Regions from separate parts of the Rattus norvegicus genome. Here region 2 is linked to region 1. Evidence: chromatin contacts called from public Hi-C data. All regions are on one chromosome and are shown on one strand. The core of a region is the stretch at or near the end of the contact, and the rest is flanking DNA. Distances in the headings are between cores, read along the strand shown. Region 1 holds the start of Fndc1 (fibronectin type III domain containing 1). Region 2 has its middle 28 kb from the start of Sod2.

Region 1 (6,169 bases), core at 1,800-4,299:
GCTTGCCACCATGTTGGGCCCCTGTATACACTATTTTGTGTGATCGCTATTTGGACTCACTGTGTTTCATCGTGTGACATTTCGAAGGCACATTTTCATTCATATTGCTATTAAAACCACATTCATTCCTGTCACTGTTGCCATTGGAAAGGTTTCTACTACAGAGAAGCGTTTCAAACCTACCAGGGGAGAGACAGCTTAGCTGCCTTCAAGCTCAAGAAACTCAAGTTGCATCACTGACAAGAAATTCGTGCAATTACTTTAGCAGAGGCACCAGGCTCACTTTGCTCATTTTTTGAAGGAAAAAAACTGTACGGGAACTATTCAAGTCAGCAGCTAGAGTTTGTCTGTAGACTTTTTTTTTAAAAGTAAATACTACATTCCACTTAGAAAGCAAGCTACTCAAGTGCTGACTGGGAGTCCCACAGGTGTTTATCCCTGGGGTTAAACACTTAGTGTTTTCAGTGTCCAAGCCTTGGACCCTGTCAGGTACCATCTATTATACCCAGCAAGCTTTTACACCATTCAGGTGAATATCGATGCAGGAAAGAGGCCAAGAGTGAACTCATATTACTTTGAGGATAGCTTTGACCTTGTGGACTTAGTTAAAAAGATCTTTAGCTTTTTTAGAAGAAACTAAAGATGGCCCCTAGCCATCCCTGGGTGTCTGCTGTAAGTGCATGGATGGCTTCGGTCCTATGGACTTGGGTGCACCCGTTACTTTTTTTTTTCTGGAGCTGGGGACCAAACCCAGGGCCTTGCGCTTGCTAGGCAAGTGCTCTACCACTGAGCTAAATCCCCAACCCCTGCACCCCTGTTACTTTAATGTTTGCCTAGTAACCTATGGTAGTGATGGGGGGGGGCATCACCTGCTACTTTGTTCTTTTTAATCTGTCCCAAGATGAGAGTCTTCCATGTGTGCTACAAGAAGAATGCCTGTGGCTCTGGGTAATTTGCCTTTCAGAAATGCTGGACCCAAAAGAGGAGGGACGGGGCGGACAGCTGCCACTCGCAGGAATCATGAATTACGTCTGCCCGAGGCTTTGCCCCACCAGACACAAATCCAAGCAGCTGCTGCAAACTGCGAACGGCAAGACAGACAGACAGGAAGGCTCCTCAAGGAGCCCATGGAATAAATTACATGCTGCTTCGTGATTTCTTCCCCGGCGCAGGAGCTATCTGCAAGCTGCTATGCCCACTTCTTCCCTTCCCTAATTGAACTTAAGTACGGTAAATAGGCACTTGGAGATGTGCTTGTCTCCTTTGTCCATTTCTAGTCTGGTCATCATTTTACTGCAGATCCCACGTCAACGCAGTAGAGGGAAGTGCCAACACGTCTTCCAGTTCCAACATTCCGAAGTGCAGGGATTTGCAGAGCAGAGAGCGAGAGAAAGAGCGAGAGAAAGAGCGGCCACTGGCAACACTGCCCAACCCATGAGGAGCACAAACAGCCCTGCCTTCCCACACTCACAAGCAGAACCCATCCTAAGTTGACTGTGGACTCAGAAAGGAAGGAGGGAGGCTGGAACCATCACAAAGCTCACTTACCAGTGCCCCACTCTCAGATCGCTTTCTGTAACAAGAACTCAGAGCCCCGAACACTTTAGCTTAGAAAGAGCGAGGCTGTGGGACTGTAGGTGGGGAGACGGGAAACTAGAAGAGACTCATTCCATCAGGCGTTGTATAAAATATGAAGTGAATGCTTGCCTCGAGATCACAAACAGAAGAGAAAAGGCCCCTGCTTCTGTATGACCCTTTTACAAAAGGGAAACTCACCGTCAGAGCATCAGACACTACCAGGCAATATGCATGACAACGACCAAAGAGGTCACCGAGGTCTCTCCCTTTATCCTTATGGGGAGATCAATGCAGAAACCAGCATACAAAACTAGTAGCGCTTGTTGGAAAAGAAGTTTGTCTTGTTTTGAGCCCTGATGGAAATGAGCAATACGAGAAAGGGTGGGGTGGGGGAGTCCACTTTTTAGTTCCTACAAATAGAGGACATAAATAAAAGCCACCGTTCCCAAGTGTGGAAACGCATGCATGCTAGAAACCAAGACGCAAGGACATAGGGATGAGAGCCCACTACTGACTGACCATCTAGGTGAAACACTCAAGAAAACAGGAGCCAGCCAAGCCTCTTGTGCAAAGCAAGGGTCCATTCAGGCTGCAGCCTGACCTTTGGAAAGGGTTAAGTTTTCTGGAACTCACTGACTGCGCGGCTTCCCTCTCCCCTCGAAAGACAAATGTCTTCTTCCAGCTGCAAAGTTCCCAAGGCTGCAAGGACTTCAACAGTTGCAGGTCCTGGAGTACAGTCAGTCAATCCTGCCTCTTAGCTTCCCTCGGAGTTCCCCAGTGACCCTATCCTACATCCAGTCAGGTGAAGAAGATGACAAAAAGATGTTCACCCTCAACCCCGAGAAGAGTTTGACCAAAGAAAGTGCCCCCTACCCCGTGCGATGCCAAAGTCACCTCTCTTTTCCTTTGCCTGGAAAGTGAGGGCACTTAGACAAGTTCCATTTCCCAGTTCTGTTGTGCGGTTGGTGATGACAAGCCCATCTCCCATACTCTGACTGTCCAGTGCCCACACCCAGCGCGTCCTGACACCACTCACAAGGATGCACAGGTTAGTGACAAGACATGCACGCGGGCAACACAGAGCCAGAGCGGGACAGCAGTCCCCAGAGTGACAAGCCAGTGGGCAGAGAAGAGGACAGCGGGACCAACCGCGGAATCCAGAGTGCGCGTACCTGGGGGTCCCGCTGAGGAAGCTACAGGGAGCAGCGCCGCCAGGAGAAGCAGCGCCGCCCTGAGCAGCAGGCGCGGGGACGCCCTGGCCTCGGGGGCCATCGGGAGCCCGGAATGCGTGGGGACCGAGCGTGGGTGGCGGGCAGGGCGCGGACCGCAGTGAGGGAAGTGCAGAGCAACGCGTCGGGTGCCCGTGGCCGGGCGTCCGGTGTCCTGTGCCAGCGGCGCTGCAGCCCCTCGGCGACCGCTCCCGGTCACGCACCGCGGCCGCGCTCCGCCACTGAGGCCACCCGCTGCCCGCAGCGCCTTTTAGCTGCGCTCGGGCGCCCCCTACCGGCGCGCGCGCGACGAGAACCCACGAAGCGGGCGGGGCGCAAGTCCCGGAACCCCACTCGGTTTTTTGTGAAATTAAAAATCTGCACCAGGAAAAGTGACCAGGAAAGTCTCCTCCTTTTGTCTAATTCTCTAATACTTTCTGGCCGGGGAAGTGACCTATTGCAAACAATCGGTGCTAAGACAGGGCGTGAACTTTGTCCCCTTAAACCTCCCAGCCTCTCTGTGTGATTTCATTTTCGGGGACCCAGCCAGGACCCTCCACCCTTTTCTGCACAAGACAGTGGTCTGTGGGCTCGCGGTATACTTCCCACGCAGCCAGAGCGCTTGGGAAAGGGTGATGAACTACACTAGCTGCGGCAGCTCCTGGCTGTCTTTGCGCAGGAGCGCGTGATCCCTCTTGGAACGGAAACAGGCTTTAAGCACGCCGCAAAAGCTGGGCCAAGAACTCATTTGACCTCCCTTTCCGTAATTTAAACAGCGCCTTGGGGTCCCGCTGTGCGGGATAACAGTCTGGGTTTTGGTCCACCCTCAGCTTGAGACACTGGCGAAGTAGGAGCGCCCCTGGAGGCGACAAAGACTCGCGCTAGGGAGGCAGCACTGCAAACCAACCTGATGCCACTGAAAAGCGACAGAATACGGAATCGGATCGCCGACGTGGCAACCCCAAACTTGACCACAACATTAAATAAAGAATGGAAGGATATCAGTGAAACATGGAATCCCTACGGAAACAAAAATAACAAAATCAAGACATCCACACGCTAAGCCCAGGCTGACTGGCACCTCTTCCCTAATCGTGACCTGCAGCGAAGTCTCCAGGTTCCCCCAGGAGGGCTCTCCATTGATCCCCTCTTTAGAGTTCTGGAACATTCTATAGTTAAACAAACACTCTTGCCTCGCTCCTTAGGGCTTTGGTTTGTCTGGCCCCTCACTTTTGTCTCCCCAGCTTGATCTTCCTTCGGGAGTGCCAGGTTCCTTCCACACTCCCCACTCTCTCAAGTGTGTTCCAAGTCTGCTGGTCCAGGGCTCCTGTGGTCAGTTCTAGCTGCTCAGTCAGAGGTAGGAATCTCTCTAGGTGGAACTGATGATAGACTCTTCTCTTCCTCCTCGGTCCATGATGGTGAAGGGCAGAGGCCATGGTTTGCTGAAACTCAGTCCCCAAAAATGTCTGTCCTCATTACTAGAGGCTGTGTGTATTAGGTACCTCACATGGGGGGAAGGTCCGTGGTTCAATCGAGCATTCTCGGGAGTTTAGGCTATGAATGTATCATATGTGCTCATATAAAAAGAAGAGAGGGGCTTGATCTACATATAAGGAAAGACTTGTGACCAGAGAGCATGACAGGAGAGGGAGGCAGTTGAAGGTCAAAGGATACAAGCAGCTACCAGGAACAGGACGAGGCTCTCACCAGGGCCTGTACATAGCCCTGCAGCCTGAGCTGTAAGGCCAGCAGACCTAATTTTAGACCTCTGTCTCCACAACTGCAACAAAAGAAACTTCCAAAGTTTATGCCACCCACCCAGTGTGCTTTGTTACAGTGGCCAGAGAAGTCTAATAGAGTAGCCAAAATGAGCCATGGCTCTGGTTCCAAGAGATGCAGCCTGAAAGAAGGAAATCTCCTAGACAAGCCACCCAACAGGGACAGGGTGCTGGGCTCAGAACTCCCAGCAGGAGAGAGAGAAACCAGGGCGAGGCTCCAATAACCCCTCGGGGAAAGACTGGGGCACGCAGCTGGGAGATCAGTAGGGCATGAGAGCCAGACACATCCTAGGATCATCTGGAAACAATGGCTAGGAAGACTGATGGGCTGTGAAGAAAAGAGATTGGCAGGGAGCAGCGGCATGCTGTCCTCAGCCTACTCTGTAGGACTTTTGTAACTTCAAGATGTCATTCCTTAGTTTAGAGTCAACAAAATTATCCCATGGGATTACCTCAGCAGGCAGTGGGTCCCTTCTGTTAGCTTGAGACACATACTCACTTACCTCCCACCCCGTAAGGTGGCTCATTAGAGTAACAGCCTTATGTGGACTCTTCAGAAAGCATGGGATAAACCAAGGGCCAGGGTTAGAGTCTGGACCTCCAAACAGAAGTCAGCAAACTGCTGGACATCCAATGACGTAACCAATGTTTACATGTCCCAGGGTTACAGGCTCATAACACCACACCTGGCGTGCCCTCGGATGCTGTAGATCAGAACTGGTCCTCAATGTCCGCACATCGAGGGGCCAACTGCTCCATCTCTCCCATCCCAACTTTTAGGTTCAAAACACACACGGTTAGGGGGGTGGTAAGCTCACTTAAGAGTCATTGTCAATTGGTCCTGCACGTGACCATCCCAGAAACGTAGGCATGCTGACATTTTCCTGACTTGTCTTTGAGACAGTCTCATGTGTTCCAGACTGGCCTCAAGCTCACCATGTGGGAGAATGACCATGAACCCCTGCTCCTCCTGCCGCTATATCCCAAGTGGCTGGCATTACAGGTGTGTGTTTCTACCACACGTGGCTCTGTGATGTTTGGGCTTCGTGTGTGCTAGAACCCACTCTACAACTGAGCTGTATACATGTATAGATATGTATACATCTTGTTCATATATGTGTGTCATACATATGTGTGTGTTTGTGTGTGTGTCACACATACCTTGTTCTAATTTGGACCCCTCTATCACTGTCCTGCCCCATTCCCTTATCCACATAATGCCTCCTTCTGCTTTGAGTGTGCCCACCCACCAATGCCGTCCTAACAAGTTTCCCTATCTTTTCCACACTTTTTCTTAATCTCCTGTTGCTTTGATTTCACTTCAAAATAAAACAAAACCTGGGCTTAGTGGCACAGGACTAAAATTTCAGAACATGGGAATTGGAAGCAAGAAGGATCAAATATTCAAGGTCAGTCTTGATTACAGGAGCTCCTGTCTTTATAAAAAGAAAGGTAGATAGATAGATAGATAGATAGATAGATAGATAGATAGATAGACAGACAGACAGACAGACAGACAGACAGACAGACAGACAGTTCTCTCTGTGGGCATGGAGACCATCAGCTATTGACGTCTGACCCTCTGTCAGCCTGCCTCCAGCTCCG
Region 2 (5,877 bases), core at 3,031-5,530, 330 kb before region 1:
TCATAAAAACTGTATGGTTTTGGTACAGAGACAGGCAGATAGACCAGTGGAATAGAATTGAAGACCCAGAAATGAACCCACACATCTATAGCCACTTAATCTTTGACAAAGGAGCTAAAACCATCCAATGGAAGAAAGATAACATTTTCAACAAATGGTGCTGGTTCAACTGGAGGTCAGCATGTAGAAGATTGCAGGTCGATTCATTCTTATCACCCTCTACAAAGGTAAAGTTCAAGTAGATCAAGGACCTCCACAAACTAGATACACTCAAACTAATAGAAGAAAAAGTAGGGAAGAGTCTCGAACACATGGGCACTGGGGAAAATTTCCTGAACAAAACACCAATGGCTTATGCTCTAAGATCAAGAATCAACAAATGGGACCTCATAAAACTGCAAAGCTTTTGTAAAGCAAAAGACACTGTCATTAGGACAAAATGGCAACCAACAGATTGGGAAAAGATCTTTACCAACCCTATATCTAATAGAGGGCTAATATCCAAAATATACAAAGGACTCTAGAATTTAGACTTCAGAGAGTCAAATCACCCTATTAAAAAATGGGGTACAGAGCTAAACAAAACATTCTCAGCTGAGGATTATCAAATGGCCAAAAAGCACCTAAAGAAATATTCAACATCCTTAGTCATCAGGGAAATGCAAATCAAAACAACACTGAGATTCCACCTCACACCAGTCAGAGTGGCTAAGGTAAAAAACCCAGGTGACAGCAGATACTGGTGAGGATGTGGAGAAAGAGGAACACTCCTCCATTGTTGGTGGGATTGCAGACTGGTACAACCCCTCTGGAAATCAGCCTGGAGGTTCCTTAGAAAATTGGATATTCCACTACCTGAGGGCCCAGCTATATCTCTCTTGGGCATATACCCAAAAGATACTCCAACATACAACAAAGACACATGCTCCACTATGTTCATAGCAACCTTTTTTTTTTTAATAATAGCCAGAAGCTGGAAAGAACCCAGATGCCCTTCAACAGAGGAATGGATTAAAAAAATGTGGTACATCTACACAATGGAGTACTACTCAGCTATTGAAAACAATGACTTCATGAAATTCATAGGCAAATGGAATGAGCTACAAAATATCATCCTGAGTGAGGTTACTCAATCACAGAAAAACACACTTGGTATACTCATGATAAGTGGATATTAGCCAAAAAGCTCAAATTACCCAAGATGCAACTACAGTCCACAGGAAGTTCAAGAAGAAGGATGACCAAAATGCAGATGCTCCCACTCCTTAAAAGGGGGAAAATATTCATAGGAGGGGATATGGAAGCAAAATTTAGAGCAGCGACTGAAGGAATGGCCATTCAGAGCCCGACACACATGTGGCCCTTATATATACAGCCACCAAAACTGGATAAGATTGATGAAGCTAGAAAATGCATGCTGAAAGGGACCAGATAAAGATCTCTCCTGACAGACACATCCAGCGCATGTCCAATACAGAGGTCAATGCTAGCAGCAAACAGGACCCCCTTTGGGGGAATTAGAGGAAGGATTGAAAGAGTTGAAGGAGCTTGCAACCCCATAAAAACAACAATGCCAACCAACCAGAGCTTCCAGGGACTAAACCACTACCGAAAGACTACACATGGACTGACCCAGGGCTCCAACTGCATGTGTAGCAGAGAATAGCCTTGTTGGGGAGCAGTGGAATGGAAAGCCCTTGCTCTTGCCAAGGTTGGACCCCCAGTGCAGGGGAATATGGGGGAGCACAATAAGGGGGATGTATAGGGGGAATACCCATATGGGGGAGGGGGAGGGGAGGGAATGGGGGCTTATGGACAGAAAACCGGGAAGGGGAATAACCTTTGAAATGTAAGTAAAGAAATATATAATAAAAAATTAGAAAAGAATAATCATCGAAAAGCCATTATAAAAAAAAAAAGAAGGTGATGGAAAACAACTTTTAGGTAACATTGAGATATAAGATATAAGACCATACCATCATCCGGACTGCAAGTAGCTGTCTGGGCATATACATAAGCATCTGAATACACAGTATACAAAACCATCCCCCAACACTCCATTCGCAATGTTAAATTGTACACAATCCTGACATCAACAAAGAACAGAACTGTTTTATAGTTCAACTACAGGACAAAAACCAAATATGAAACTTGGTTTCATATTCTCTACCTATGACCTCTTGGTGATACCCACAGCTCGTGGTGAAGTGTAACCTAGAGGGAAGCTTTGAATTAAGCACAAACTGGCCCCGGCAGGGATGTGACTCACAGAGAGCACTGGAGTCAGTCAGAAATGTGGCTGAGAGCCCTTCAGTCGTTGGAGAGTGGAGGTTCAGCTCACCCAGTGCAAGAAGTACACACTTGAGAGCAACCCTGTGTGACCTGTGTGTGGCTGCCCTTGTTTGTAACTATGGCTTTTAGCTGGCTGTAAAACAAAGCTTTCAGGTGCTCCAACTGTGCAGCTAACCTTGCTGTGGGTGACATCTCTGGCCTGTGGCTTTACGGTAGCAGCTGCATGCCTGGGCTCCTTTTCCGTGATTGGAAGGTAACTTCTACCACATTTTAGTTGGACCTGACTGACCTTCTGATGTCAGGAGGCCACAGACTTCCACCTCGGATTGTTTTCTGAATTCCCATCCTGAGAAGAACAGTGAAGACTAGTTACGACGATTAGGTCACTGGCCATCCGCTGCCAAGTACCTCATCCCATGATATCCTTGAACCTTATCCTTGGCAAAGCCAACTTCGGACTCTGTTACCTGTCTCCATGGTTGGCTACTTTGCGAATCAACTCTGTTATGCAAAGCCCTCCACCTCAGTGATTGATGGGCAGAACAGGCCTGATTCAGGAGTGTACAAAGTGGGTAATATGTAGGGAAACACCAAGTGGCGTTGTGCTTTGCTCAGTGCGCTTAAAGGCGCCACCAGCTGACACTCACACAAAGTGTCCTTCTCCTTACTGGGAATCAGCTATATTACCCTTCACTGAAACCCTCTTGTCTGTCTTCTGCAATCATCTAATCCTGAAAGCCCTAAAGCAAAAGCAAAGACAGAGAAAGAACTATAGAAAAATGGGAAACTTGTGGGACCCACTGGCATGTGCTTGTAGTCCCAGCTGTTTTGAAGGCCAAGGCAGGGCTTGCTTGGGCCCAGAACAACCTGGGCAGTATAGTGAGACCCTCAACATAACTTCTACCACCATTAGACCAAACGACATCATGAGGAGAAGCAGAAAACTTTTTGTTTCCTCTCCCTCTGTTCCTTTCTGTCTCCTTTCACCTTCCTTCCTTCCTTCCTTTTTTTCTTCCTTTCTTTCTTTCTTTCTTTCTTTCTTTCTTTCTTTCTTTCTTTCTTTCTTTCTTCCTGTCTGTCTGTCTGTCTGTCTCTCTCTCTCTCTCTTACTTCCCCCTTTCCCTCCATCCCTGACTTCCCACCTTCACTTTGAGATGGGCTTTTATAACCCCAGGCCATTCTTGAATTCTCTATTTTTTTCAAGAATGATCTTGAACTCCTAATCTTCTTGCCTCTACTTCCCAACTGCTGGGAGGACAGGTGTGCATGGCCACGCCCAGATTCTTGTTCATTCATTTATTTATTTTTCCATAAGCATTGACTTTGTCTATGGAAACGAATTAACCATGAGCATAGTTACACGTTTATCTATATACTTCTATTGCAATAAGATGTGCCATTATCAACTGCCGCGATCAGAATACATTAAGCATCTTGCTAAGGTGATAGATGCAGATGGACAGCTGCAATTCTGTGTTGTAGATCATAGCATGATGGATACCATGGAGGCCCATCTCCTTGGCATAGATTGCTGCCTGGGTATGGTGGCTCTGGGCCACAGCATGGTGTGGGTGAGGCCAGAGCTATAAGCTCTCTCTATCTCTGCACGGCCATCAGTTTTGCTCTGTCTAACACACATATCCAAGACACTGCATTGGCCCAGCTTCCTAGGGAATACAGGCCACTTTTCATTGCATGAAGTAGGTTAGCGTCATGGACTTCCACGAGGCCCGTGTGCTTGATGCCACACAATGACTGATCTGTTTTTGGATGGCTTCAACAAACAAAATGTCTGGTTGTTTACTTTCTTGGGGAGAAGGCTGCTGGCCAGGATGAAACTATCTCCTGTATATTTTATTCAATTAGACTTTGGGCTCCGGCTTTGATAAGCATCTTGTGTTAGGCTCAGTGTGTCTCTGACTGTGTGACAGAGAGGGACATCACAATGGCTGCTGCCACAAACAAGGATGAAACCAGTGTGCGTGTGGGAGTGGGAGGAAACCACAGGCCTGTGCTATGGTCCTAGCAGGAGAATGCAGGAGCACGATGACAGGCCTCAGGATAAGAAGTCAGTCTTTTTATTTCCATTTGGTCCATTGCCACAGTTCCTTTCTCTGAGGGCTGAGAAGATCCGTTCTGTGATTTGGAACCGTGAAGACAGCCTAGATGGATAAACTCTTTGGCCATCATACCTCTATGTCTTGAAGCTGTGGGCCCAACTGTGTACCCTTGGCTCAGTAATAAAATTGCTGAGTTGTGAGAGAAGCTGTTTTAGTTTTATAAGATGGGGCCAACTTGTAGTTCTTAGAAATTCACCAAGGATTGTATGATTCTTATTTCTCAACATCCTTTCCTCTTCCCCTCCACCACTGATTGATCTTCTCTAGGGAGATATTGACAAATATCTATTCACTCCAGATAGGGTGCCGACAACAGGCCATGGAATGATTCCACCCAAGTCTAGCTTTGTGAACCAGTGAGTTTATTAGTGTTACTTACAAGGGATGAATGAGGTGTGACTGACAGGAACATGGATAGCTCAAAGGCAGCTGCATCATGGGCTAGCCTACCCAGCATGGATGACGTCATGGAATAGCACTCCCCTCCCACATATTCTGTATGGATGGCGATTTATAAAAACTGTATACCTGGACCATCCTGCACTTTTTAGGCATCTCAGTGGATCACAGTCAGGTCTCCCCACTAATTATTACTGATATATATATATATATATATATATATATATATATATATATATCTCCCAGGGAGGAATGGATCTTGTGAATCTTACAACTTCTGGGAACTCCTGGCCTTGTAGATTTCATTTACTTCCTGGGCCTTGCATGTTTCATCTATTTTCTGAGCCTATGAGCCTCAGTCCTCCTCCTCCCCTCCTCCCTCCTCCCTCTAGGAGGAGATAGTTGCACAGCACTCCACCCCTTTCTCCATTCTTATATTCTTTTGGTTTTCTTTTATACAATGTTCTCTGATCCTTGAGGAAGCAATATTACCTGATTATGTCATTCCTTCGATGGGTAAAGCACTGAGTAACTATTTCATAACAAGTCATTTTTTTTAAGACCTTGAGGAGTCTCTGAAGTATACCAACCACTGCAAAAAGAAGTCTTTCTCCTTGACCAGCTGCTAGCAGCAGAAATCCAAGGGTATAAACAGAAATATTTAGAAGACAATTAGATAGGCCTATCATCCGTTTAACAAAACAATATCACTGGCTACCCCACTGGGCCCATGAGCCTCTGTATTAGTCAGGGTTCTCCAGAGTCACAGAACTTATGAAATGTCTCTCTATATTGAGGAAATTTATTGTGAAGACTTGCAATCTGTACTCCAATTAATCCAGCTGTGGATGGGAAATACAAGTATCTAGGTGTTGCTCAGTCCTATGAGGCTAGTTGTTTCAGCTGGTCTTTTATAGGTTCCAACAGATGTGCTGGCAAGTAAGTGCAAGCAGTGGAAGAAGAGTGAATCTTCCTTCTTCCAATGTCCTTATGTAGGTCTCAGCAGAAGGTGTGACCCAGATTAAAGGTATGTATCACTATGCCTGGATCTGGAACTTGCTTTGTC

Evidence for each region. Hi-C and Micro-C count contacts between places; a contact is called where the count stands out from the background.
Region 2: a Hi-C map of Schwann cells shows a contact between it and region 1, with 4 times the contacts expected there. The contact joins the enhancer-like site here to the promoter of Fndc1 in region 1. A contact is called at or near these places in 12 of 12 Hi-C or Micro-C datasets (the A7r5 cell line, the Rat2 cell line, Schwann cells and 7 more) and 1 of 1 datasets of contacts at active chromatin or transcription factors (oligodendrocytes).

The regions. Positions count from the first base shown.
Region 1 is chr1:49,683,736-49,689,904 of GRCr8, reverse strand. It overlaps Fndc1 (fibronectin type III domain containing 1), which reads right to left and starts at 3,049. Exons shown (of 23, transcript NM_001412560.1): 1 at 2,751-3,049. The coding sequence starts at 2,850.
Region 2 is chr1:50,019,359-50,025,235 of GRCr8, reverse strand. No RefSeq gene overlaps it. Among named protein-coding and RNA genes, the nearest start is that of Sod2, 28 kb to the left of the region's middle. Within about 2 kb of position 4,280, at least 1 of the 93 cell types and tissues checked has an H3K27ac peak or open chromatin away from gene starts, as enhancers often do. A contact at or near this core is called in Schwann cells, where this site is marked.